Regions from separate parts of the Mus musculus genome. Here all the other regions are linked to region 2. A link is a contact called in public promoter capture Hi-C data. All regions are on one chromosome and are shown on one strand. The core of a region is the stretch at or near the end of the contact, and the rest is flanking DNA. Distances in the headings are between cores, read along the strand shown. Region 1 has its middle 140 kb from the start of Gm35033. Region 2 holds the start of Mc3r (melanocortin 3 receptor). Region 3 overlaps Dok5 (docking protein 5).

Evidence for each region. Promoter capture Hi-C pulls out the DNA fragments that hold promoters and counts their contacts.
Region 1: a promoter capture Hi-C map of second pharyngeal arch cranial neural crest shows a contact between it and region 2, with 14 times the contacts expected there. The contact joins the enhancer-like site here to the promoter of Mc3r in region 2. A contact is called at or near these places in 7 of 39 promoter capture datasets (cranial neural crest, embryonic stem cells, frontonasal cranial neural crest and 4 more), 3 of 115 datasets of contacts at active chromatin or transcription factors (embryonic fibroblasts and embryonic stem cells) and 3 of 9 other capture datasets (adipose tissue, embryonic stem cells and liver).
Region 3: a contact with region 2 is called in a promoter capture Hi-C map of hippocampal neurons, with 4 times the contacts expected there. The contact joins the enhancer-like site here to the promoter of Mc3r in region 2. A contact is called at or near these places in 7 of 39 promoter capture datasets (cranial neural crest, embryonic stem cells, frontonasal cranial neural crest and 3 more), 2 of 115 datasets of contacts at active chromatin or transcription factors (embryonic forebrain and embryonic stem cells) and 1 of 9 other capture datasets (embryonic stem cells).

What each region holds. Positions count from the first base shown.
Region 1 is chr2:170,917,258-170,921,364 of GRCm38.p6, reverse strand. No RefSeq gene overlaps it. Among named protein-coding and RNA genes, the nearest start is that of Gm35033, 140 kb to the right of the region's middle. Within about 2 kb of position 1,579, at least 1 of the 459 cell types and tissues checked has an H3K27ac peak or open chromatin away from gene starts, as enhancers often do. A contact at or near this core is called in second pharyngeal arch cranial neural crest, where this site is marked.
Region 2 is chr2:172,245,739-172,249,762 of GRCm38.p6, reverse strand. It overlaps Mc3r (melanocortin 3 receptor), which reads right to left and starts at 1,271. Exons shown (of 1, transcript NM_008561.3): 1 at 1-1,271. The coding sequence starts at 903.
Region 3 is chr2:170,764,851-170,768,744 of GRCm38.p6, reverse strand. All of the region lies in intron 1 of Dok5 (docking protein 5), which reads right to left. Among named protein-coding and RNA genes, the nearest start is that of Gm35033, 9.0 kb to the left of the region's middle. Within about 2 kb of position 1,269, at least 25 of the 459 cell types and tissues checked have an H3K27ac peak or open chromatin away from gene starts, as enhancers often do. A contact at or near this core is called in hippocampal neurons, where this site is marked.

The DNA of each region.
Region 1 (4,107 bases), core at 330-2,829, 1.3 Mb after region 2:
CTTGACTTCCTGTTTTTCTACCTAGCACATCATTAGGGAAGCTTCAGTACGGAATTCCAACAAGAGTACCATACAGCTTTGTACATAACTTTGTTGACCACCCATCTGTAGAAAACAATCTAGGTTTGCAAGGATATGAACACACACACACCCCAGCAAAGACAGGATGTCCACCTAAGCAAGTGCTGCCCACGACCTCTCTGTAGGTACACACTTTTGATTTGACGTGGAAGCCATCTGAAGAGCATCTCATGAGAGGCAAGCTGTGAGACTACTGTTCATTCACATCTTGATGGATCATCACGTGCTGATTCGACCGTGGTTAGAATCCTCAAGGCCTGGCTCAGCAACCCACCGCCGTTAGCCAGGCCTTCTACCCCTAATGCTTCCATACCTACCCAAAGAGCACTGGACCAAGTATAGACCAGACATGGACCTGTGAGGGACACTGCATATTCAAATCATGATACAGGTAGTCAACTTGCATGTCCATCCAGGATGTAGGCTATGGATGTAGGAAAGCTGTCAATTCTTAGCCATTGCATGCTTACAAGCTAGAAAGGACACATGAAAGAGACGTTCTAGATGATCCTTCCCAAGTGCCTTTTTTTTCTTTGGCCTACATCTGTAAGTCTTTCCACTTTCCATTTATCATCCCCAGCTCATCGCCCAAATGTAAGCATGAAATTCATGATGCTAGGTAGTGGGGCAGTTCTGGTATAGAACCAGAAACAATCTTCAAGATCATCATGGGGCTTAGTGCTGCAACAGAGGAAAGCAAGAACTCCGTAAACCAAACAGCAAATGGACTAAGTGGCTGAATCCAGACCCTCTCAGTTCACACCTTGGCTGGACACCTATATAACCTTAGGCAAGATGAGGGACCAGAGTGTGGCTGAGAACATCTCACGACAGGCAGGACATGAGACTATCATTTGTTTCCATCTTGATGGATCAGCAAGTGCTGATTCTAACATGGTTGGAATCCTCAAGGCCTGGCTCAGTAACCCACCTCCACTAGCCAGGCCTTCTACCCCTACCTCATCTGCCAAACAGGAAGTTATTTATTCAGACCAAATTAACAGCCATTAAACACTAAGATAGCCCTAGGAGTCACATTGAAGAGCAACAAAAAGAGATCTGGACTTCAATCTAATCCAGGGGTTCTAATCTAACTGTTGTCAACCACTGACCATCTCAGGGTGAAATACAAATAGAGCTATGAATATCCATGAAGTGCTTAGACCAGTGTATAGCATGTAATTATGATGAATTGAATAGCAATAAGCTGTTATAATTATTGTCATGTTATTCTTTGATAACAACATATTTGTTTGTATATATACATGAATATTTATATATAAAGCTTCCACATGCTGGACTGGGTTTAAGGAGGAAATGAATAATTTATGTAAAATATTAGGGATATACAGAAATCATTTCATAGGCTGTATCTATCATGATTATTATTATTGCTAGTGAAGTGGCCTGCCAAAGCCCCAGAGCAAGACATTAGCAGACTTGAGCTGCAAATTACTACCATGTGGCTTCTCCCTTTTGCAGTCCCAAAAAGCTACTCCGTAATTGTTTGATTTGCTAAGCACCTCCTCTTTTCAACCTCCAGATGAGCAGCCATATGTTACCTAAGCCCTGAATGGACTTCTTCTTACCAGGGTCTCAACACCAAAACCCACCAAGGACATTAATGCTCACCCTGGACACAAATATACTAGACGTCTGGTGGTATTATTGGCAGCTTCTTATATCAGCACCTATGTAATTACTTTCCATTTAAATGAGTGTTTATTCAACATTACGTAGCTATTTCTGGGTCAGTCAGAATGAAGGCCTCGTGAGATCGGGTCTATTATCGTTCCCTGTGGAGGAAACCTGTGTAGCTCACAAGGCTCACAAAGCCATCATGAGTCTCACAAAAAGCCCTTCCTTCTCTGAGATGATATTGGATACCAATGAGTGGCTTGGGTGAGCTTCTAGCCTAGGTTGTGTTCCAATCACGTAGATTTTTACAACTTGTCCATCCTAGGATTAGGACTCCTCAGGGGTGTGACTGTTGGTAAGTTGCCTAACATGAATTAGTTATGCTGGTTAATTGCAATTTGATATAACCTAGAGTGACCAGAAATAAGAATCTTGAGGAATTTTCTACATTGGGTTGGCCTGCGAGCATGTGTAAAGAGGGCTGTTAATCTATGACTTGATTGTTAATTTATGTGGGAAGACCCTGTGGCCAGCCTGATTCACTATGGCTGGGGTAGTGAACTATATAAGCAAGGAGAGAGCTATGTGAGTACAAACAGGCAAACAAGCAAGGAGGGCAGCTTGAATGTACTCTCTCCCTCCTTTGGACTGTGGATGTCACCCTTTAATTCACTGCCTTGACATCCCCAGAATAACAGACTGTAGCCTGGAACTGCAGCATACAAACCCTTCATTCCCAGCATGGCTTTTTGTCAGGGTATTTGTATCAACAGCAGAAATGAAATTAAAACAGCGCCTTAGAGGAAGCAGACAGCTCTTGCTCTCTCTTGCTCCTCTCTTGCTCTTGCCTTCCAGTTCCAGCTCTCTCCCCATTCTTTTCACCCCTCTCTCCACATGCTCATGGCAAGCCTCTTCTCTCTCTCTCCCTCTCCCCCTTCTCCTCCCTCTCCCCCTACCCCTACCCCCTTCTTCCACCCTCCCTCTCCCTCCTCTCCCTCTCTCCCTTTCCCCCTCCCCCTCCCCCTCCCTCTCCGCCCACCTCTCTGCCTTTCTCTGCTTCTACTACCCTCTTGACTCCCCTCCCCATGCCCTGAATAAACTCTATTCTATGCTTTTAAAAAAAGAAGCAGACATTTCTCTATGTATCCCTAGGAAGTCTCCCAACAGCACTTTACAAGTGCCACCTCTCACAAGTTAAACAAGGCCTACGTTACAACTCTGTGCTTTCTCTTGGCTTCTTACAGTGATAGCACTGGCCACACGTGCGAGTGCTTTTATGTTTATCTACTAACTTGCTTTCATACCATGGAAAATGTATGTCAGTCACAGCAAAGAAAGGTTTTGCTTACTCAAAGATGGGTCATCAGCATGTGGCACACAGCAGTCTTGGACAAATATTCAAGTTCCTGTCTTCAGTGTCTGTGGAGGTCAATCCACCACCCCATGCCACGATACAGAAGCAATGTACCAAGCACTCAAAAGATTGTTCAGTCTATAAGGTGCTTTCCATGCAAGCACAAAGACCTGAGTCTGACTCACCAAAACTCAGCAATGAGCTAACAGAGGCTGCATATGTCTGTAGTCCTCATCTGGGGAGACAGAGGCAGGAAGCTCTGGATGTTGTGGCTAGTCAGCATGATTAAATTGACAAATTCCACATTCAGTGAGACCTTGTTCAGTGGATACTACTAAAGAAAGACATCTGATATTGGCCTCTGGCCTCCACAAATGCACAATATAAAAACATTCATGAGTGTGTGTGCACACACACACATACCCACACACATACCTACAACATAAATATGTACACAAAAGCAAATAGCAGCCTGCCAAGTGCAAGAAGAGAGGTACGAAAGGCCATCTATAGAGTGATTCAGTCCAAGTGAAATGCCCCAATAGGCAAATGCAGAGGGGAAGACAGCCAAACAGTTCTTGTCTAATTGGAAATGGGGACAGAAATGGATCACAAACGGGTTCAAGAGATCTTGAGTACAAAGGCAATGACCTAAGTGTGGATTCTGACAATAGCTGCACCGGTCTATAGATTTATCATCTGTATATTTATCTAGGTCTATAGATTTCCCACTGAGACTGAGTTTGACAGTGTCTGTGGATCACACTTCAGCAGAGCACCATGGAGAAAACAGATCTTCTGAACGAACTGCCCTATCGGTTACTGTATTTTTGCAGCAAGCTCTGTGAACAGCAAGTTCACAGTTCTTTAACAGCATAAGACAAGCAAGCACACACACGTCTCTCTCTTGGAAAGGAGCACACCTCCGAGGAATGACCGTGTCATCTCAGTTGCTTGGTTACAAGGGTGACATTAGTAAGGGAAGGAGCCATGAGGGGTGGGCTACCCTGGGCTGAGAAGCAATAAATCTGTGG
Region 2 (4,024 bases), core at 22-2,521:
GAAGGCGTAGATGAGGGGGTCGATGACGGAGTTGCACATGATGAGAACCAGGTAGGTGTTGAAATGGGCCGTGTAGCAGATGCAGTAGGGATTGGTGGGGCAGGTGATGATGAGGACCAGGTGGAGGAAGAAAGGCGCCCAGCAGAAGATGAAAACACCCAGCAGGATAGTGATGGTGACAGCCCCCTTCATGCAGGAGTGCTGCTGTGGGGCCACCACGCCAGCAGGGGGCAGCACTGCGATGCGCTGGACGTGGAGCCTGGCGAAGAGGAACATGTGGATATATAGGGTGCCCATGAGGAGCACCATGGCGAAGAACATGGTGATGAGACACACGATGACCATCTTGCTCTCGGAGTAGATGATGAACATCACGCCGCAGATGCCGCAGCAGACCCAGATGACCCCGATCAAGGTGAGGGCTTTCCTCACTGTCATGATGCTGTGGTACCGAAGGGCATAGAAGATGGTGACGTACCTGTCGATGGCAATGGCCAGGAGGTTGCAGATGGAGGCCACCAGGGAGATGCAAATCATAGAGTCGAAGATATTATCCATGTGCTGGATAAACTGGTCCTCCAAGGTCAGGGAGTCGCTGTTGATCACGGCGATCATGATGGTCTCCAGGGAGTTGGACAGGCTCACCAGCATGTCGGCTGCAGCCAGGCTGCACAGGAAGAAGTACATGGGAGAGTGCAGGTTGCCATTCCTGACCACAGCCAGGATCACCAGGATGTTTTCCATCAGACTGACGATGCCCAGAGCCAGGAAGACCTCCGGCTTGATGAAGACCTGCTCACAGAACCCACTGCCGCTCCGGTTGCTGGCAGGAGGGGCTGCAGGGTGCTCAGAGAGGTTAGGCAGCATCGGAGAAACAGAAGACAGGCAGCAGGAAGAGTTCATGGTTAACAGCAGGTCCAGTCCCAGCTGCGGCTCCTGCAGGGTCCTGAGCAAGCTGCTGGGGAAAATTCTCCTTCTAGGTGCTTCTCTTGTGGATGCTGTCCAGTCTAGACTTTAGTTTCTCCAGAGAGGGAGAGATAGATAGATAGATAGATAGATAGATAGATAGAGAGGGAGTGGGGCTTGGAGACATAGAAAGAACTTTCCTTTGCGGTCTCCAGCAATCAGTGCAGAGTCTGATCAGCCTGCCTCATCCCCTCTAGCTCTGACCCTCTCTCTCCAGTCTTCTCTCATCCCCACCCGACACCCGTTGCTACAGTTACAGCTCTACTTCTAGCGAGCCAGGGGTTGTGGGACTTGACGCTAGATGTGAGAAGAGAGAGCACTCGGGTTTTATGCATCGGAACTCCTACTTCATCTCCAGTGCAGCAAAATGACCACTGAGCAGCTGGCACTGTCTGACTGACAGCAGGTCGGGGCTCCGGGTTCCACCGGGGAGATGAGGAAGCAGATTGGCGCCCCCTGCAGTCCGGACTGCTCACCTGCGCTCGTGTAGGAGTAGTTCGGACCTGCCCGGTAAAGAGAGATCAGCATTCATTCTGCTGCTGGCCGTTTGTGGGTTGGTATGGGTCAGGTCTGCACTGGGTGTAAGAAATACAGAAGGAAACAAGAGAAGCGCTGGCCCAGCCCTTCCCCCGACCCCCGCCACCGCCAACCAGCGTCTAGGATGGAGGAAGAGAAATCAGAGAATTGTGCTCACACATTGACAATATTGCAGCTGTCACCCAGGAACTCCATAGAGAAGCAAGTAACACAGTCACGAGAATTACACCAATTTTTGTTTATTTCCAAGAACACATAAAAATGAAACCTGCACTAATAGTTCATTAAACGTGCAATTTAATAAGTCTAAGACACAATATGCATGCCTTCATTTAAAAATAGTTTATTATTAAAGTATGTCAACTGCTCCTGGCCCTTCGGGGAGTCTCAACCTTTTTTGCTATGGGAGGAGAGTGTTTGGCTCCAATGTTGATGGCTCTTGATTGGTCAGGGCATGATTTCTGGAGGCTGAGGTGGTCATTGCTACTTTCTAAATTACATCAGCATCTGGACCTGGTAGAGATGTAGGCTGGTCTGAGCAGAAGTTTCCTGTTTGTGTCAAGTTGGGATGTGACAGATTCATGGCCAAACTATCTTGGGCTATTTTATTTTCTGCAGACAGGGTATCACCTATGCCAGGCTGGCTTTGAACTCACTATGAAGCCAAGGATAAGGTTAAACTTCTGATCCTCCTGCCTTTGTGTGCCGACTGCAGGGATTGCAGGCACATCACCCCGCCTGGCTTCTGAGGTGCTGGGGATTGAACCCAAGGCTACATGCATGCTAGGTAGGCACTCTACCAACCGAGCCACATCTCCCAGCTATCTTTGGCTATATTTAGACCATATAATAGCCATCCTGTGTGTGATGTAATATTATATTGTGGGTATCACCTACTACGGGAGACCTTTGGGAATGTAATAAATTTGCAGATCACCAATTCCCACCCACCCCACCTCACGACACAGCATCAGAAACCCAGAGCAAGAAGTCCCCAGCTTTGCTGTAACCTGCCTACATGCTATGCCCACTAATATACTTGAAAGATACCATGATTTATTACTTTCTTTTGTTTTGTATTTATAAAACCACATGAAAACATTCCCATACTGCAACCTGATTTGGAGATGAGCTGAAGCCATATATATGTACCAGGCGTAGCCACTCATACTTGCTTCCAAAATAAACAACCTCTGGCTCCCTTTGAGGTGGGAGCTGTGCTTTCTTCTGACTTCAAGATGCTGAGGTAGGAGAGTTTTGAGTCCAGGTCCTGCTTGAGCTACAGAGTGAATTCAAAGCTAAACTGGGCAACTTAGTGAGACCCTGCCTCAAGATTAAAAACATGAAGAGGGCTGGGATGTAGCCCAGTGGTAGAGCACGTGTCTAATAAGTAAGGAGCATGAGTTTGATCCCCAGTGCTCCAAACCAAACCCTGGACGTCAATGAAGCTGCTAGACAGATGAACCTTCCAGTTTCCTGGCTTTTCTGTGCATGATTCCATGCTCTTTGCTAGCTTTTCACTTGCAACACAACTTCTCTTTTTAGATGGGAGCTATACTTTGCAGACCCTGCCACACGTAGCCTGACCAACTGAGCCTGTACACTACAGTATAGCTCAGGGTGATGGACACAAATCAGGAGATCATGGGGGCAAAGGGGAGGTGTTCTTTGCCAAGGACCCGTCCTAGACTGCGATATAGATGTAGGTTTGGACTTTTATGAAGAGGTGATATCCAGTGTGTGAGTTGGTGGGGTGAAGGTTGGGGCTGAAGGATGTGGGCGGGACCAAGGGAAGAGCTGTCTCTGGGAGGGTTGAGGTAGAGGAGGGCCCTGGGCAGAGGCCCTACCATGCTTGAAGTCTGGAGGGAATAAACATCTGGGGCAGGTGGGCATGAGGACCCCACTGGACCTCTGCATCAGAGTCACCTGGAGCAGTAGGAGCCAGGGCTATGCCATTTTGGTTGGCCTGTGACAATTTTCAAAACTATAGTAATTTGATAACCAGAACTTAAGTATTGAAGTTTCCTGGATGCTTTCCTCCCTCTGGACTCACAGTAATGGGCAGCCAGGAGAGACGGGTATCGATCACCTGACATTCTTTAACTGACTACTCACTGGTTACCCCTAGCAACAGCCAACTGTGGCCCAAACAAACTTTTCAATTCGTGTAGAAGAAAATTTAGGATATCCATAAAATCTCCCAGCTGAGGAAATTATTTTAAATGGGCAGCGTCAAGTTTACTACATAGATGATTGTTGAACAGGCAGAAGACAAGCCAGGATGGATCTCAACTTCCCCTCACAGACACAAGTACCCTCCTTCCCACGCTGATAGAAAACAGAGAACGGCTGGCTGAGAAAACTGGGTAGAGGATGTGGATATGAGTTCATGTAAAAGTAAATGTGACTGGATGACAAATCACCGGGGAGGCGGGGATCTGCAGCTCAGGGTGGGTTTGGGATTCTGTTTCCCCTGTTGGATTTCAGGGAGTTAAAGAGCTGGCAGGCTCTGCAGAAAATG
Region 3 (3,894 bases), core at 20-2,519, 1.5 Mb after region 2:
TACACAGCCATGCAGACCACCAGGGGCACCTCGGTGCTCTTCCCACACACTCAATCCTGTCTAGGAAAGGTTGTGCTTGTCCGTTAGACTAAAAAGGAGGTTACAGCTCAGAAACAGAAGGAAGAGCTGAGTCCCCACAGAGGCTTTTGAATGGCAAAGCCAGAATTTAGTCACAGAGGCTGAGACATTCAATCTCATGTTGCCTAAATCGCACGGGAACACCAACCCCCCACTTCATGAATATGCAAAATAGCACTTGATACCTGTCACAGCCCACACCTCTGTCTATCATACCAAGTGAAAAAATAAATAAATAAATAAATAAATAAATAAATAAATAAATAACTGAGTCTGGGTTAGCCCAGTGGCAGCAGGATAGACAGAGGATTAGGGAGCAAATCTTTAAGCTTGCGGGCAAACACTATACAAAGGTGGGAAGTCATATTTTAATCAAGTACAGGCTACTAAGTCTATGGGGAGTTTAGATACCATGATATTACTTCAGAATTCTCAAACATAAAGAACTTGGAAGACGAGTATAAACGCAAACCTCTAGAGAGGTGGCAGTGTTGACGCTGAAAGTGCAGCTTCAAGAGATTAGAGACTAGGAGGGACTTTCAAGTCCAGGAGAGACCTGCGGGAAAGAGAATCACCTGAGGAGAGGCAGTGATGCAAGATGATGCAAGGATGCTAAAGGCATCAATGTTAGGTTGGACTCTCTGTACTTAGGAAGCTGAGACCAGGGGGATCATAAATTTAAGGCCAACCTGAGCTACATGTTTGGCTTGGGCTATGTGAAACCCTGTTTCAAAACTCATAATAAAAACTTCAGTGTAAGATAAGACTGCGCATTCTGAGAGAAGTCTGTATTTGCCAGTCTAGTAAAAGAAATCCTGGTTTCCTAGTGTGCATATCTTGGTTGACTAAGTGAGGACATATCTGTATTGATATTTTTGTCATTTACATCTCAGCTACACCCTAAGTCAGTGTGAGCATGCAGCAAACATCAAACCACCTTAGCCAGACGTCAGCTCATCTCACGAAGGGACTTGGATGTTTGTAACGATGAAGAAAGCCTTACCGAGAATGTTACAAAAGCAAGATCAGGCTCTGGAGCTATTGCACAGACTCCATCAGATGCCAAGCAAGTCAGAACGGGTCTAGTGAAGCTGAGAGCTTCCAAAGGGTTAAGCTGAAATCAGCCCTTTCCCTTTCTGGTGTCTCTCCATCTGCTGCATAGGCCTCTATAAATAAGACAGAGCCGCAGAACACACCCTTACTATCTCCTAAGAGGCGAGCATTGAAACAATGTTGCTCAGTTCTCTCGAAGACTGAATTAGAATCCTCATTTGAATAAAAGCAACCCCCGCACCATAAGCACGTCCATAGATATTCCTGCTGCAATGAAATATGTCTCCGTGGCTGACAATGGCGCCCAGAATGCATATTTAAACACAGCTCCTCTCCCAGTCCTAACAGGATTATACAACCACAAACACTTCTACGCTCTTAAGGAATTACACACAGGGAAGTGAGGAGACAGGAGCTGCACCCTGAGACGTTGTCAACCTTTAGCTTACGGGTTTAGCATGACACATCACAAGTGAACATTTTACTGTGGCGTACACATCTCTTTATGCTGTCCCTGTCTGCTCAGAGAGTGAGCAGTATGTAGGATCAGGAAGCAATGGGTTGTGTCAGAAGCTGCGCCCAGACAAGGAAGTCCTCAAGATCGCCTGCTCTGGAAAAACCCAACTGCCTAGAAGCAGTCCAGGCTATCCCCTGGGCTATCCTGGGTTTCTGGGAAGCTTGGATCTCCTTCAGAGATGCTCATCATGTTCAAGTTCAAGTTGCTGCACACACCTTTCATTGACTCTTCCGTTAATTCACCCTTCATTGTTCACGGGCAACCAATAGAACAAATGACTGTTCTTTAGTGAGGAATTTCACTTTCCGAACTGGATTAGTCGAGCAGGAACATGCTCCTACACATTTACAAATGGGTCTCTGAACTGAAATTGGTAGGAGACTTCCAAGGATAAGGTTTCAAAGGACAGTTGTGTTGTGGATGTGCTGTGTGAGCAGGAAAAGGGTCTCCTCAAAGATGTCTACACTCTTAACTAAAGTTCCCAGGAAAAGCCACTTCTGTGTTAAACATTCTGCACACAGACTGGTTCACATGAACTTTGTTACTGGGGAGAGTTGGAATGCTACCGGTCCACAGCCCAAAGTATTTTGGACCATATTGGTTCCTTAATGGCCATTCATCTTTCTCCCTTGTATCTGACCTAAATCTCTGTGAGCTCTCAGGGTTTGGAACATCTTAGTTTCATAGATGGCTAGGTTCCTTCTAGCCACCCCAAAGCTTAGATGTCATCAGACAGCATCAACAGTGGAATGTAGCCTCCAAGACAACCCCAGGCTATGGCCAATCACATCTGTCTCAGACTTATGCCTTGTGCTCAGTCTGCTGTGCCTTGCAGTGACGATGGGAAAAGATGCTTCACAGGTGGGGTTAGGTCAAAGGTGTTGGAGTGGAGAGTGCCTGGGGTTGTCTGGCCAGGTCCGCTGTCACCAGGAGCATTCTTAGAGAGAAGAGAGAAACAAGATGAGTAAAAAGATACATGACTGAAAAATCCAGATGAGGAGGATTGGCCAAGAGCCAGGGAGGAAAGATGGCTTCAAGCATCCCGAAAATGCAAGAAAATAAGTTTCCTGGGAATGCCTGGCTAGCTAGTCGGTTGTCACTTAAAGGCCCCTCCTTAGCAGATGATTCCAGTTGCACTTCTGTTTCGGTAACAAAAACCCTGACCAAAAACAATGTAGGGGAGAAAAGGGATTGTTTGGCTTACACATCTAGGGTGGGGTTTACCACTGAGAAAAGTCAAGGCAGGGACCCAAGCAGAAACCACAGAGGTAGGCGATTTGTGCCTAGGTCCATGCCTAGTGAGCTCTCTTATATAAGGCTAGGACCACCTGTGTAGGGATGGCACCACTCACAATAGGCCAACCTAGGCAAATTAATAATCAAGATGATCCTCCACAGACATGCCTGCAGGACCACCTTGACCTAGTCAATTCTTCAATTATCCATCAAGGATATTGTCTCAGACAACGAGGCTATGTCTAGGCTGTGTCAGGTTGACAATTAGAGCTAATGAGGACCTGAACATATGCATTCTTTGGAATTTTTCACAACGACAATGTTGCAGCGCTTACTCTATTTTAGAAGTATACATGAGATTTCCCTATGTAAGTTTTTTTTTTCTGGAACATTCTATAAAGGATGTTCTTTACAAAGAGAATGCACACGCCAAGCCATGATTGGTGATGTGGGCCTGAAATCCCAGCTCACAGGAGTCTAAGGCAGGATTACAAATTCTATGCCACCTTGGGCCACATAGTGGGACCTTATCTCTAAACAGATAAAAAAGAATACATAGCCCAAATGACTGCATTTCTAATGCTATATGCATTTATATAAATGCCTTACATCATCTGCAAATACATTAAGTTAACCAAGAGCAAACATTACCACAGGGGCTGAAGGAGTCGAGGACACAGAAGCCTAATGGTATTCCAGAGAGATGGTAACCTTGTCGTTGATTATATTGCTTTAACCTCCACAGAGAGAACAAGCCACACATTAATTGCAGATGAAGGTTAGTCATGAAATATCAGAGCAGCATATGTTCCCAGTGGGAGTGAGGAGACTTCAAGGGGCAGAGCACAGGGAAGAGTCAGAGAAAAAGACACCATGAGCTGGACCAGTGGCACATTCCCAAGAGAGGCACCAAAGAGCATCTCAGGAGAGTACGGTTTCCCTCCAAGACAGCAGCTGGCTTTCCGTGAGTCATGCTATGCCTGGGACACGCCCAGAACTACTGGGATCAG